Linked DNA regions of Mus musculus: all the other regions are linked to region 3. Evidence: chromatin contacts called from public Hi-C and Micro-C data. All regions are on one chromosome and are shown on one strand. The core of a region is the stretch at or near the end of the contact, and the rest is flanking DNA. Distances in the headings are between cores, read along the strand shown. Region 1 holds the start of Defb3 (defensin beta 3). Region 2 overlaps Mcph1 (microcephaly, primary autosomal recessive 1). Region 3 holds the start of Xkr5 (X-linked Kx blood group related 5).

The links. A called contact is a pair of places that touch in the nucleus more often than the background predicts.
Region 1: a Hi-C map of embryonic stem cells shows a contact between it and region 3, with 4 times the contacts expected there. The contact joins the promoter of Defb3 here to the promoter of Xkr5 in region 3. A contact is called at or near these places in 4 of 39 promoter capture datasets (the C10 cell line, the HPC-7 cell line, embryonic stem cells and 1 more), 5 of 484 Hi-C or Micro-C datasets (all in embryonic stem cells) and 1 of 9 other capture datasets (embryonic stem cells).
Region 2: a contact with region 3 is called in a Micro-C map of trophoblast stem cells, with 4 times the contacts expected there. The contact joins the enhancer-like site here to the promoter of Xkr5 in region 3. A contact is called at or near these places in 17 of 39 promoter capture datasets (the 3T3-L1 cell line, 3T3-L1-derived adipocytes, the C10 cell line and 12 more), 2 of 15 datasets of contacts at CTCF or cohesin (both in the NIH/3T3 cell line), 22 of 484 Hi-C or Micro-C datasets (the 63-12 cell line, the C10 cell line, the G1E-ER4 cell line and 16 more), 17 of 115 datasets of contacts at active chromatin or transcription factors (the 230-238 cell line, the HPC-7 cell line, the NIH/3T3 cell line and 10 more) and 3 of 9 other capture datasets (adipose tissue, embryonic stem cells and liver).

The regions. Positions count from the first base shown.
Region 1 is chr8:19,290,656-19,294,923 of GRCm38.p6, reverse strand. Defb3 (defensin beta 3) reads right to left here and starts at 1,563. Exons shown (of 2, transcript NM_013756.2): 1 at 1,494-1,563. The coding sequence starts at 1,551.
Region 2 is chr8:18,617,552-18,621,927 of GRCm38.p6, reverse strand. The region is part of intron 3 of Mcph1 (microcephaly, primary autosomal recessive 1); the gene reads right to left. Among named protein-coding and RNA genes, the nearest start is that of Gm25763, 5.6 kb to the right of the region's middle. Within about 2 kb of position 2,152, at least 122 of the 459 cell types and tissues checked have an H3K27ac peak or open chromatin away from gene starts, as enhancers often do. A contact at or near this core is called in the 63-12 cell line, the G1E-ER4 cell line, the N1E-115 cell line and 8 more, where this site is marked.
Region 3 is chr8:18,948,896-18,953,422 of GRCm38.p6, reverse strand. It overlaps Xkr5 (X-linked Kx blood group related 5), which reads left to right and starts at 2,448. Exons shown (of 7, transcript NM_001113350.2): 1 at 2,448-2,547. The coding sequence starts at 2,490. Gm40464 (a long non-coding RNA gene) reads right to left here and starts at 3,156. Exons shown (of 3, transcript XR_870173.3): 1 at 2,993-3,156.

The DNA.
Region 1 (4,268 bases), core at 314-2,813, 340 kb before region 3:
GTTGCAGTGTAGAGGAGGTGCTGGTATTCCTAGGACCCAAATGTTGAAGGATCTGCTCAACCCCTGACTGATTGGAGTATTCAAAGCCAGCATGCAGTAGCTCAGGAAAGATTTTGTGTGACTCCCTAGCTACTTCTTAGCAGCCCTGCCTTTGCTTCTCCACACACAAGCCCCTACTTCTAGCATGTGAAACAGACACTGAGTGTGACTGTGCACATGAATGTGCATGTGTGCACACACATATAGAGGCCACAGGTTGGCCTAAGATGTGTTCATCAATTCCTCTCCAACTCATTACTTGTTTTAGCTCCCTCACATGAGTTGTCTAACCCCATTATTCTGTTTGTCTAAAGTCAAGTATGAAACACAGCTTGGAGCCTGGAAAGATGGCTCAGCCTGTAGGAGTGCATACTGCTCCTGCTGAAGACCTGAGATAAGTTCCTAGTACCATATCAGGCAGGCCATATGTGCCTATAAATAACTCCATCTCTGAGAGATATGATTTCCTTTTATGACCTCTGTGAGTACTGTACTACTTGGCACATACCCATATACAAATCAATACATATACACATAATTTACAGAAAATAAATTTTTTCCACTAAATACACTTAAGCAAAAGTTTGGGAGACAGGATTTAATAGCCTCCCCTGTGCTATGAACCTCATTAACCCTGTAGACACTGTGTGCTCAGGGGTATTCCATGGGGCTAAGGGGAGCAGAAGTTCTCAAACAGGCTAGGCTGGTTATTCTGAGGAGTTCTCTAGAGTAAGCAGAGACTCTACTCCTTATATGTAAAGATTTCTAAATTAATACCTTTCTGTTCATGTAAGAATCAAACATTCTTCATGTTACTATTTTTAAGCTACCTATAAGACACTCATTTGATAATCTTAAGCTTAGCATCAGGAGTTAGGAAATGGAAGTCAATTGCTGCAGATGAGCAGAGCATGTGTCTACCTTAGACTCCTTCAAGGGAAAAAGAAAGAGTCCTTGGTTTGTGTTAGTAGTCAACAATACACATTTTCTAAAATGCTTAGAAGAAAGAAAGAAAAATGCAAAAGTAAGGAGGGTATATGTAAAAAGGAGAAAAAGACACAGACAGAAACATAGATATGGACTTATACACAGAAAGACAGACATATACACATAGAGACAGAAAGACAGATGCATGCGCAGAGGAACACACACACATAAAATGAGAGGGAGACAAACCAACACACGAAGATTAAGGGACATAAAGGTATACACATGCACACATACACAGAAAGAGAGAGAGATAGACAGACAGACAGACACAAACATAGAGACACAGAAACACAAAGACACAGAGAGAGATGCAAACACAGAGAAACAGAAAGATACATAGAGAGGGAGACTCCGAGACAAACACAGAGATACATAGGCACACAGACACACACACATACACACACACCTGATGTAGGGTGTTGTCTCTCCTATCAGTGTGGGATGACCCTACTCCCCTGACTCACCTGCAGGTGGAGACAGCAGCACCAGGAGAAATGCAAACAGAAGGTAATGGATCCTCATGACTGAAGCCTGGTGAGGTGCAGAGATGCAGAGGGACTTGAGCTCAGTGCCTTATATAGTGCCAGGTGCTGCCCCCTGGGTAGATTTCGACACTGAATAGAACGTCAAAATTACAATTATGAAACAAGAGCACCTTACCTCTCTTGTCAAGGAGTGACCCTTTGAGAGCACACTCAGTGTTCCTTATGCAAATGTGAGGATCCCCAGATGATTTCCTCCTGCACTGCTCATCAAGAACAGCTTCCTGCCTTACATCTTAGCTGGACCCAGGCTGTCCTGGGACATTCTTACTGGTTACAATTGGAGCTTACTTGTCTATAACTCAGACATTTGACTTAGTCATCTTAGAGTCTGTCAACAGGCTTAGGCCTCAGTGGGGAGTAATTTCACATAAATCCATTTGAGCTTAGGCACACTCAGCTGCTGGAGGCAACAGAATGTGAGCCAAGTCAAGGTTCTCCAAGCTTTTTAGGTCAGAACATGGGCCTCATTTCATAGATTTCCCCAAGTTACTGCTCAACAGTGGAGTTCATTTACTACAGTGGAGTCAGATGGGTATGCTGCTTCCTGTCTCAGAGAATGCAATGAGTTGGTAATGTGATACCTGAACATGGTGCCCCATTCCCACCTAGAAGAAAGCAGGGAGTAGCTGGTTCTAACCACTTTGTAATGAACTTTGTGGGACATACTAGCCTTTGGGTCTGTGGTTCTTCTCTTTCTAAGATGATGTGAGTATCAGTGGTGAGGGGTCAAGTTGATTCTTGAATTCTATCCTTAGAATCCATGACAGTGGCCCATTGGACACGAAAACTTTATATGCCCCAGTACAGGGGAAAGCCAGGGCCAAAAAGTGGGAATGGGTGGGTAGGGTAGTGGGGGGGGGGAGGGTATGGGGGACTTTTTGGATAGCATTGGAAATGTAATTGAGGAAAATACGTAATAAAAAAATATATAATAAAAAAAGATAAACTCATCAATAAAATGGATCAAATTATCAGGGATTCAATTAAAGTAAAATTAATTAAGCAAGATTTTATTTAAAAATAAAGAACATCACGTGAATTTAGGAACACAGGGAAACTGGAAGAGGAGATATGGGTATGTTTGATATGATCAAGATAAGTCATATATGAGAATTACAAAGAGCAAATAATATATTAATAATAAAAGGAAGAAAACCAAAAAAAAAAAAGAATCCATGACAGTGAGATTCAAGTCTCTTGAACCATCTCCCTACTGTACTTGCTGTGAACTGTCTGAGGGGTGCTGTGTGGCTCATCTCTGAGTGAAGACTCTTGGAAATTCTGTAACCCAGCTTTACATCTTTATCCTAGAAAACCATTGACATGTATCATGGCTTAACTCATTCTGAGAACTGAGAAATAAGGATTTTGTAAGAGAAAAATAATTTATCTTACTCAGGATTCCTTCTTCCTTACAGGAAGTTGTAATAACCATATGAGCAGAAATCAATAATGTATGAACAGTTTTGACAAAGGCTCTTGTATGGAGTTCTCAGCAAACAGATTTGAGGCTGAAGAATGAAGAGTTTGGACCCACACTAGAATGCCCCACTCCCACTGATGTGCTGTGAAAAGCCACCTTTTTTGAATTGATGGACAAATGTTTTTTTATTAGATACTTTCTTTATTTACATTTCAAATGTTATCCCCTTTCCTAGTTTTCCCTCTGAAAATCCCATAAACTGGCATAAAGAAGAAGTTTTAAATTAAAACAAGATACAGTAAATGTACATATTTGTGGGTTTCTGTGTACTATCTCAGTACATAGATAGGGTAGGGAATGATCAACTCAGGTTAGTTACCATATCCATCGTTTCAAATTGCATAATTTTACTCTACTAAGAGTAGTTCCAATCCCCTCTCATTAGCTTCAGTAGTACTAACATACAATAGACCAGTAGAAACCAGACATAATTCTCCTATGTTTTTTAAAACACAAACATCCCTCTATTTTCCTTACCTATACCTTTCTCTGGTCATCATTTGCCTGCTCTACAATTTGAGGGTTTCTTAAAATAAGCTGGTGGTTGATCTGTAATAATGGCTTGATCCAATGAGGAAGTTTCTGCTGGATTAGGGAATGACAGGGCTAGGTTAGGATACAGTGGCATGTTATAAACAAGTTGTCTGAGATTAGAGGGTTTCCACATACAGTCTCATGCCTCTTTGGGACTTTGCTTCCCTGTGTGATTCAGGTGTCTATTGAAAAATCATGCTTACTTATCCCAACACTAAGATATTTTTCCAGGCAGAGGAAGAGCAGACAAAACTTAATGTGGAATAATTGTCTGTAAATGCTCAGCCTGAATTAATACACCACCCCTCTCCATTTGCATAATTTCCTCACTTTCCACAGTAAAAAGCAAATGTGTTCATTATCTATCATTGTGGCCAAATACTTTTGACAAATCAACCTTGATGAAAGAGAAGTTATTTTGGTTCAAGCCTTAGAGATTCAAGCCATGGTCAGTGGGCACCACTACTTTGTGGTCTGACTGAAGGCAGGACATAAATGGCGATGAGCTTGTGGTGGGTAAAGTCATTCACCTTCTGGTAACCAGGAAGCAGAAGGGAGGGGTCTGGTCTGCCAATACCCATTGCTGTGCTTTGTCCAAACCTAGCTCACTTCTAATAGGCCTACTTGCAGAATATTCCACCATCTTCCAGAGGAGTCTCAGGCAAACCAAAATTTTA
Region 2 (4,376 bases), core at 903-3,402, 330 kb after region 3:
CGGACATGGAAGCACACAGCAACAGGCAGCCAGAGCCCAGGCATGAAGGGGATACCCAGATAACAAGGCATACAACTGCACAGGCGTGCTTACACCAGTAGCTGATATTCAAATTCAGCCAACCCAGTGGGAAGTGTCACCATCTCGCACGCGTGGAACAAGGACAGGGAAATTTCCCAACAGCACCATTCTGCGAAGAGGGCTGGGAAAATGCAAGGAGGGTGTGACACCTACTGGCAAAAGGGCGGAAACTTGGTCCCAAAGGTAACTGTTTTGTTTGGTTTGGTTTGGTTTTAAATTCTCTAGGACACTGCATCCTCACAAATGGGGTTTGAAAGTATGAACTAGAACAACAAGCAGCACCTCTCTCATTAGTAGTCTGCTGCTACCTGAGACATCATAGGGAGGGGAGGGACTCAAAACCCATCCCTCCAGGGCAGAAACATTGACTGACATATATGATAATTCTAACAGTATTTTCACTGTCTTTGTTTTTCAAGTTCCACAAATGTCTTTTTACATTTATTTTTATTTCATCTTATGGGTACAAGTGTTTTGTCTGCATGGTTTTTTGTGCACCATTTGTTTGCATTGTATCCATAGAGACCAGAAGAGGGCCTGAGACAGCTATGAGTAGAGCCTTGTGGGTACTGGGAATTGAGCCCAGGTCCCCTATAAGAACAGCCAGTGCTCTGAGCCATCTCTCCGTCCTGCATAAATATGTTTTCATGGTCTTGCTTTGACTTTGATAGTGTACGATAATAATTATTCTGTGCATAGCCCAGTCTCTCCTCTCATTCCTACCTCATTTCCTCTCTTCTCCACACCCTCCTCCTCTTAACTGACCCTCTGTAGCTATAATCTATCCTGTTGATCCTCACGGACACAGGCCCATCCTTTCTATCTAATCTCACTCACTACTTCCCCAGTCGATCTAGCTCATCCCTGTCCTTATGGCCCACCTTAGTGTCTCTACACCTACCAGCCCTTATGGCCCACCTTAGTGTCTCCACATCTACCAGCCTATCTCCCTGTCCTTATGGTCCACCTTAGAATCTCCACATATACAGCCTACCTCAGCTTCACCATCTCTAAACAGTTACTGAAGTTACAGGAATGACTTGTAATAATAATAATAATAATAATAATAATAATAATATTTACAAAATTACAATGTTTGCAGCAAGCCTCTCTGGCAGTTGTGGCTGCTGCCATCTGTCTATAGATAGTTCACAACACTCACAATCCACTAGGAAGGAATGACACTTCCATCTTCCTACAAACCAGTCCCACTTGAGCATGTATATATTTCAAGTGAAAGAATACAAACTATAAATCCAGGCATGGTGCTTCACGCTTTTAATCCCAGCACTCAGGCAGAGGTAGAGTGAGTTCATAGTCAACCTGGTCTACAGAGCAAGTTCCAGGTCAGCCAGAGTTACGTAATGAGACCCTACCTTAAAAGAGGAATGGACTTTTAGAAAGAACAATAAGACAAGAGAGGTAAATAAAAAGAATACAAGTAGCATAGGAAGAAGTCAGTGTTCTTATTTCTAGAAGATATTATCTATTAAGGAACCATAAAGCCTCCAGCATAAATGCCCTGATAAACATGTTAGCAAAGTGACAGATACAAAATCAACATAAAAACCAAATAAGTAACTTTCCTACATACCACCAATGCTTTGAGAAAGATCAGGCAGACAACCCCAGTTATGAGAGACCATCACACAGAGTTCTGGTCTCCCTGCGGACATTTTGCTATGCTTAAGAGCTGACCTCCTGCCCCTGCAGGTTCTATCTAAGGAAAGAGGTATTGAAGGAAGTGTCACAAATAGGTCACCCAAACAATAGGTTTCAGGAGCAAGAGAGTACCCAAGGGACCACTGAAGATTGACAGTAACAGAGTAGGCACAACAGGGCCCTGAGATAATAACTAAGCAATGTTTAGGGAATAAAACAGGTTTTGTCATCTGGGTTAAACGACAGAACAAGTGCACGATTTTCTCTTCGTCCACCAGATCCCAATAAAATAACAGTAAAAGAAAACAAATGGGACATAAACTAATGAAAACAAGGAGTGGGTAAGAGCTGCCTGCAGAACTGGAAAGTAACCAACCAAACAAACAAAAGGAAGTCCAGGCCTAGCAGAGGTGCAGAAGTCAAGGACTCCAGGTCCTCCCCAGCGGGAGTGGGGAGCACAAGAGAGAGGAGCAGGTGAGCATGTCTGGACATGGGTGCCTAGAAACACCCACTCTCCTAACACCAGGGTGGAATTCTTATGTCCATGTGAGATAACTAGAAGCCAAGAGCTTTGGACATTGGGATGGCAGGCAGCACAGGAGGAAGGGAAAAAGCTCTATGTGACAGGAACTGTATCCATGGTGGACACAAGATCCAACTACCTACTTCCTATCAGAACTGCAAGCAGAAGCCACTGGCTTGTACAGTGGTATAAAAAGAAAGAACATTTGTGAGCAAAAGATGCATACACGTTGCCTGTGGGAGCAGGGTACTCTGAGGGGGACTGGTTAAAGACAAATTTCCTGTGGCTGGAGAGACGGCTGGCTGTTAGTGCAGTGCTGCTCTTGCAAAAGACCTGGATTAGTCACTGGGTGACTCATAATCATCTATAGTGTAACTGTACAGTTCCGGGGATGATGCACTGTTCTGGCCTCTGTGGGCACCGTATGCACACGGTACACATATATGGGCTGACTACCTTCTACCCTGTGATAGTTACTATGAACTAACAGCTCAGCACCCAGGAGACAGGCTCCTAGGCATGTCTGTAAAGGACTGTCTAGAGTAAGGCAAGAATATCTTGCCTTGGATGAAACCATTCACTGAGAAAGAGATCCTGGACTGCATAAAACAGGGAGGAGCAGAGCTGAGTACTATTAACACATGTACATTCAATGTTCCCTGCTCTTGACCATGGATGGAACAGAACCAATTCTCTCATCCACCTGCTGCAGTGACATGACTGCCATGATGCTATAACCTGGAATTGTGAGTCCAATAAGCATTTTGCTTGTGCGTGTGTTGTGTGTGTTCCTGTGTGCTCATGCATATACTCTCATACAATCAAGCACTATTTGATCAGAAAAAGGAAGCAAATAAAAGGGACAACAGAACAGATTTTGCTAAGAAGCAGCTTCAGGCATTGCCAAACTATATAGCTGCATTTATACAAAAATACCCAGAACTGGAAAACTATAAAGGCAGGAAGTGAATAAACAGCTGCTGAGGCTTCAGACGTGGGAGTGAGAGCTAAAGGGTGCAGGCTTCAACTCCAGGTACAAAATACTTTAAAATTGTGGAGATGGCTGTACAACTCTTTGAGTATGTTTAAAAGCAGTAAATTGTATAGTTTAACTGAGAAAATTATATGGTATGTAAATTAGAACTTACGAAAGGCTGCTATGTATCCACTCTTAATTGCTAAATTCAGATGATGGACAAATCCCAAGTGTGGGTGAAGGCATGGAACAAAAGAACACTCACACTGCTAGAGGAACATAAAACCATGCAGCCACCTTGTTTGGGTGATAAACCACGAGAAATGAAAACACAGAAAGGCACAAACACAAATCTCCATAACAACTTCATTCATAGTAACCAAAAATGGGAAACCGTTCACATTTCCACCACTGGCAAATGCACTGTGGTATGCACATGCAATGGATACTACTTGGCTAGACAAAGGAAACTATTACTGCATGAAACATGAAGAAATCTCTAAACTATCATTCAAGTGGAGGAAGCCAAACAGTCCATGCGAGAAGAGTCCATCTGCCTGAAATCCTACATCAAGGAATGAACTGCCTACAGAATCCAGATCACAGGCTGCTCCAGGCTGAAGGATGGGGAGAAAGGTGCTGACTTCAAAGGGGCGGGCGGTGTTACTCTGGCATATAAAACCCCAGTCTTTTGACTTTGGTGATTATGAGATAACAAACCAATCTATAAACTCAAAGGGGACATTTAAAGACAGTGTCTGGCATCGTACCCCAGGTTGTTTGGAACAAGCCAGAAGGCCTAAGCTGGCCTTAAACTCTGTGATCCTCCTGTCTCAGCCTCCCAGATCCTAGTGTTACAGACATGAGCCACCACACTTGATTTAAGCCACACTTTTACAAAGCTGCTTTTAAGAAAGGCCCACATTTAAGCCTACAGAAGCCCACAGCTTCAGAATGGTCCTACCAGGAGAGCTGGATGCACTGACTCGCGCTGACGACCCCAACACTGGGGAGGCAGAGGCACAAAGACTGCTGAAGGCCAGCCTGAGATACAGTTAGATGGTGAGAGGAGAGAAGGTGGGAGATGATAGGAGAGAAAGGGAGAAAGAAAACAAGAAAGCCCAGTGAGAACGG
Region 3 (4,527 bases), core at 1,199-3,698:
TCATACATAGGGCTTATTCACAGGCAGATTCTGGCATCTTCCACTTCCCATGTTTTATCAGCACATAAAGAACTCACCTGTGCTGAAAGTATTTCTAGCTTACAGGAAGGTCTTCTCACAGAGAGGCCACGTTCATATCATACCAAGTGAGATCTCTCCCCCTCCCCTTCCCCCTCCCCCTCCCCCTCCCCCTCTTTTCCTCCACCTACCTCTACCTCCCCTCTCCCTCTCCCCCTCCCCCTCCCCCTCCCCCTCTTTTCCTCCACCTACCTCTACCTCCCTCTCCCCCTCCCCCTCCCCCTCCCCCTCTTTTCCTCCACCTACCTCTACCTCCCCCTCTCCCTCTCCCCCTCCCCCTCCCCCTTTCCCTCTGCTCTGGGCCCTGTGGGAACCATAAGGATTCACTACCATCTCTTGCCAACACTTACAATGGCCTTCTTCCCCTGACCTTTATGATGGCAGGAAAGTCTCCGCACCAACTAAATACACAGGAGAGGTAGGGATGCAGGATTTAAAGGGAACAGAGAAGAGCTGGTCCTGTGCCTGAGGGGTCAGCAGGAGGACATACCCTGCTTGGGAGGCCTGAATCAGCAACCTTCAGAGTTACAAGCAGTCCTGTGGGAAACAAGGAGATGGATGGCCTATCACAGGCAGCTCCTAGCTCATTCTAGGACCCGTTTTAGTCCTGAGCACAGACACATCCTGTGCGTAAGAAGTTCTACCTACCCTAGGGAAGTCTTCTCTGGGAAGCTGGATTATTCTCCAGAGAGGCCACCAACAATCTAATCGGGCCATATCAGCCAGGGCCTGGGACTTACCAAGAGTGGGAATCTTGAGACTATAAAGGATCTCTCAACGCATCTACCTTACCCAGGCGAGATTTCCCCAGTCAGCTTGAAGGATAGAGAATACCAGCATTTCTGGTCTAATGCCATGTGGAGCCTGCAGGAGAAATCTAAACCCATGTCAGGGTGATCTCTCTGATGTTGCCGCTGCTTTTGAGACATCCCTGCTCCTTGTAAGTAATGAGTCCCCCACTCCAGTTAGTCACCACAGTAAATACTCATTGGTTCACCAAGCTGGACAAGGGTGCAGCCATTGCTTTTATCTGTCATGTTTTGTCTCTCCAGGAAGTCTGTCTCACAAGAGCCTCCCCTGAGTCAGGTCTAGAGACAGTGTCATTAGTCTAATGAAGGCACCTCACCTCCTGCCATAGCAGACTGGTAAAAGATAACACATTAGCCAAGGAGGAAACGTAACTGGATAAGTGCTGTGAAGAAAAGAAAGGTAGAGAGAAGGGAGGCTGGTGGCACAGGAGGTGTGATTATGAACCAACCACCTTTGCCACACAGCCAATCAAATAGAATAGAATCAGATAGAATATCCCAGCTGGAATCCCCAGTTGTGTCTTCCAGCTGACCCTTCTGCGATCTCCATTTATAGGATTCTGAACCTGGGGGGCCATGTCCCTCCACACTGGACACAGCACACAAGACAGACCAGAGAGGCAGCCAACGTCCTGATCCCCCACCTTGCCTGCCTTGGACTGTTTTTAACAAATGAAATATAGAATATGTTTTTATTTCTCAAACCGTACACCTAGGAATTTGGATGGGGAGTGTGGTGGGATGTTTTAAGGCTAAAAATGTTGAGAAATGTATTGAAATGTTCCCCACCCATCACTAATCATGAACAGCATTTATTTCCAGTCCTAATTTGTGTATTCTTATTCCTTCGCAAGAATTCTATGGGGCAGAATCGCTGTAGGCCTGACCTCTACTTAGTAATTTCCTGCCACGCCTGCTCAAGGGTTATAAAACATTTTTCCGCTGGGCATGGACGATTCAGAACAATCTTTGTCCCCACGTCCACAGTCCTGTGTAACCTCTACATCGAAACAAATGTCAGGGTGATGCTTTCCCATCTCCCAGAAAGACTTTCCGTGGGAAGGTTTACTTCTGGCTTTGGGGGATCTGGATTAACCCCTCAAGGATACCTGGGAGAAAGGTCTGAAAGCAAAGCGGCTATTAAAGGCTCAGATGCCATTTTAGGCGTGTTTCCTTTCCCTTTTCTGGACACACAACTGAAATTTTTCAAAAGTCCCAATCAGCTTTTCAAATTCCTCCTCCCATGATACACATACACACATACACCACTCTGACTAGTAGTTAAGTGGACTCTGTTTTGAGCAAACCCGCTGACTATGACCACCCAGTGACTAACCCATTTCGCTTCAGAACAAACCCATTGTGTCTTACAGCCGTTAGGAGGCTGGGACAGCATGCAAATCTGACACAGACCGCGAGACTGCCCCCTAAGAACCTGTCGGTTCCTCCTGCCCCCTGTCCCCGCCTTCACCCCAACCCTACTAGCAACTTGGTAACTGACTGGGAAGAAAAGCCTCCTGTCTTGGGGCCCCAAGCCGGAAGCCTCCCCAACCCGGTCCCGGGCAGGGGAAGGGGCGGGCACAGGCAGCAGCAGCTCAGAAGATGCACGCGGGGCTCCTGGGGCTCTCTGCCCTGCTGCAGGCGGCCGAGCAAAGCGCGCGTGAGTGAGGCGCAGCCCGCGAGTGCTCACCCCTCCAATACCCTACTCCAACCCAGTGTGCGGGGCACATCTACCACCGCTGTGCCTCCTCCTCCTCCGGCAGGCAGGCAAGCGGCGAACACTGCGCCGGTGCACGCACGATGATCTCCCGTCCTAGCCTGCAGAGCACTCCCTGTGTGATCCCCTCACCATGCATGATTTCCTCCATCCAGTTAGACATCCCTCCATGCATGGATCCTCCCCATACTCCAAACCCGGAGCCCTGAGTCCCTTCTCTCTCCTCTCGCTGGTGCTCTGCAAAGAGCTGCGTGAGGAGGCTACTTTGGAGCGCCAGCACTTGGTGAGGCGCCCTGGCTCCCTGGACACCCGGGCTCCGGGCTGGGGTGGCATGCGATCCAAGAGCTGGGAGAGGTGGAGGGGTGGGATCCCAAAGGACACTGGTTACCCTTTCGAGATTGTGACACAGCAGAACGCTGGTTTACTGAAGACAAGGGTCCTGTGGGTAGCGGAGATGAAGCAAGATGGCCATAGTTTTCGCGCCTTTCGCGTTTGAATTTGTAACCCTTTCAGTGCTGGCATAGAGTGCCTCCGCCCACTTCTGCCACTCTCCTACAAGGCCCGGTCCCTGGGGAAACTCCACCATCCGGATCCAACAAGGTTCCGCGTCCCTTCTTGGACATGGTATCTCTGAAATTTACCTCTGATTTACAGAATAATCCCTGCAGATTCCCGTCCCCAACACCCACTCAGAATCCCAAAGGGCGCTAGTTTAGGCCCTAAGAGACTAGGAAGTACACTGTTGCCCATAGTGGCCTAGTCCCCTAGCTTTCCAACAGGAAAAGAATGGATGTTTAGCAGGAAGCTTGTCAGTGCACTGAACATAACCTGGGACTGAGAAAGGAATAGTGGCTATTCTCTTCCCATAGCTGATGGGTTCCCGGCTCTGCCTCCAAGCAGTGAGGTTTGTGCCTACTGATCTACATTCCTTGGTAATCCTAGAAAACTCAGGACAACGGTAGTGTGAAAGGGTCCCTGAGTACCCTCCACAATCCCCCTCAGTAATCAGTAATACCAACACAGCTTCTCGCTGACATCCGAGGTTATATAGGTGGAGCCTGGTCTGATGGCATAGGCGTATAATCCAAGCCAATGAAGAGGTTGGGGGTGGATGAACGTGGTGAGTTCTAAACCTAACTAGGCTGCAGAAAGAGTTTAAAGCTAGCCTGTGCAACTTAGCAGAACATTGTCTCTAAATAAACAGAAAAGTGGACTCGGGGATAGCAGAGGCCTTACCTAGCACAGGAACTGCCCTGAGTTCAGTCCTTAGAAACACAAAACAAAAGAAAATCCAAAGCCAGCCTCACACAGAACCAGCTATGACTGAAGTCCAGCACATGCAGCCCTGGTTGGCTGTAACCGTGTGGTGACTCCAGGTCACTCCTGGTTGTTGGGTCCCCCAGGTACTTAGCACATATGCGGTGTAACCCCACAGACATACCACTACCACTATGCCTGTCTTATCGCTAGCAGGCCCTGTGGGCTCCTTGCTAATGGTAAGGATGCTGTGCTGGTTATGTTGAGACCTGGGTTCCTTTGAGGTTTGGTTTGGTTTGGTTATGTTTTGTTTTGTTTTGTTTTGTTTTGTTTTGTTTTGTTTTAGTTAAATGATCTGTTGGATAGAACAGACTTAAGAAAGATCACAGTTCCTAGGGATAAGAGGCAGGGCATACTGAGTGGGGCCATATGGAAAGACTCAGTTGATCAGGAGCCAGAACCTCTGCTGGAACTTCATCAAACAAGACAGGCTGACCATGGCGAATAGATTTGGAGGACTTGTTTTCTATGGGTACTTTTTTGTGAGCTTTGGGCTACAGATAGGTCCCTAGTCACTTGGCCCCTGACCTTGGACAGACTAAGGCAGAGAAATAGCATTTCCTAGGGTACATGGGTCTAAATCAGAAGCTCTGAGTTGGATAGAGT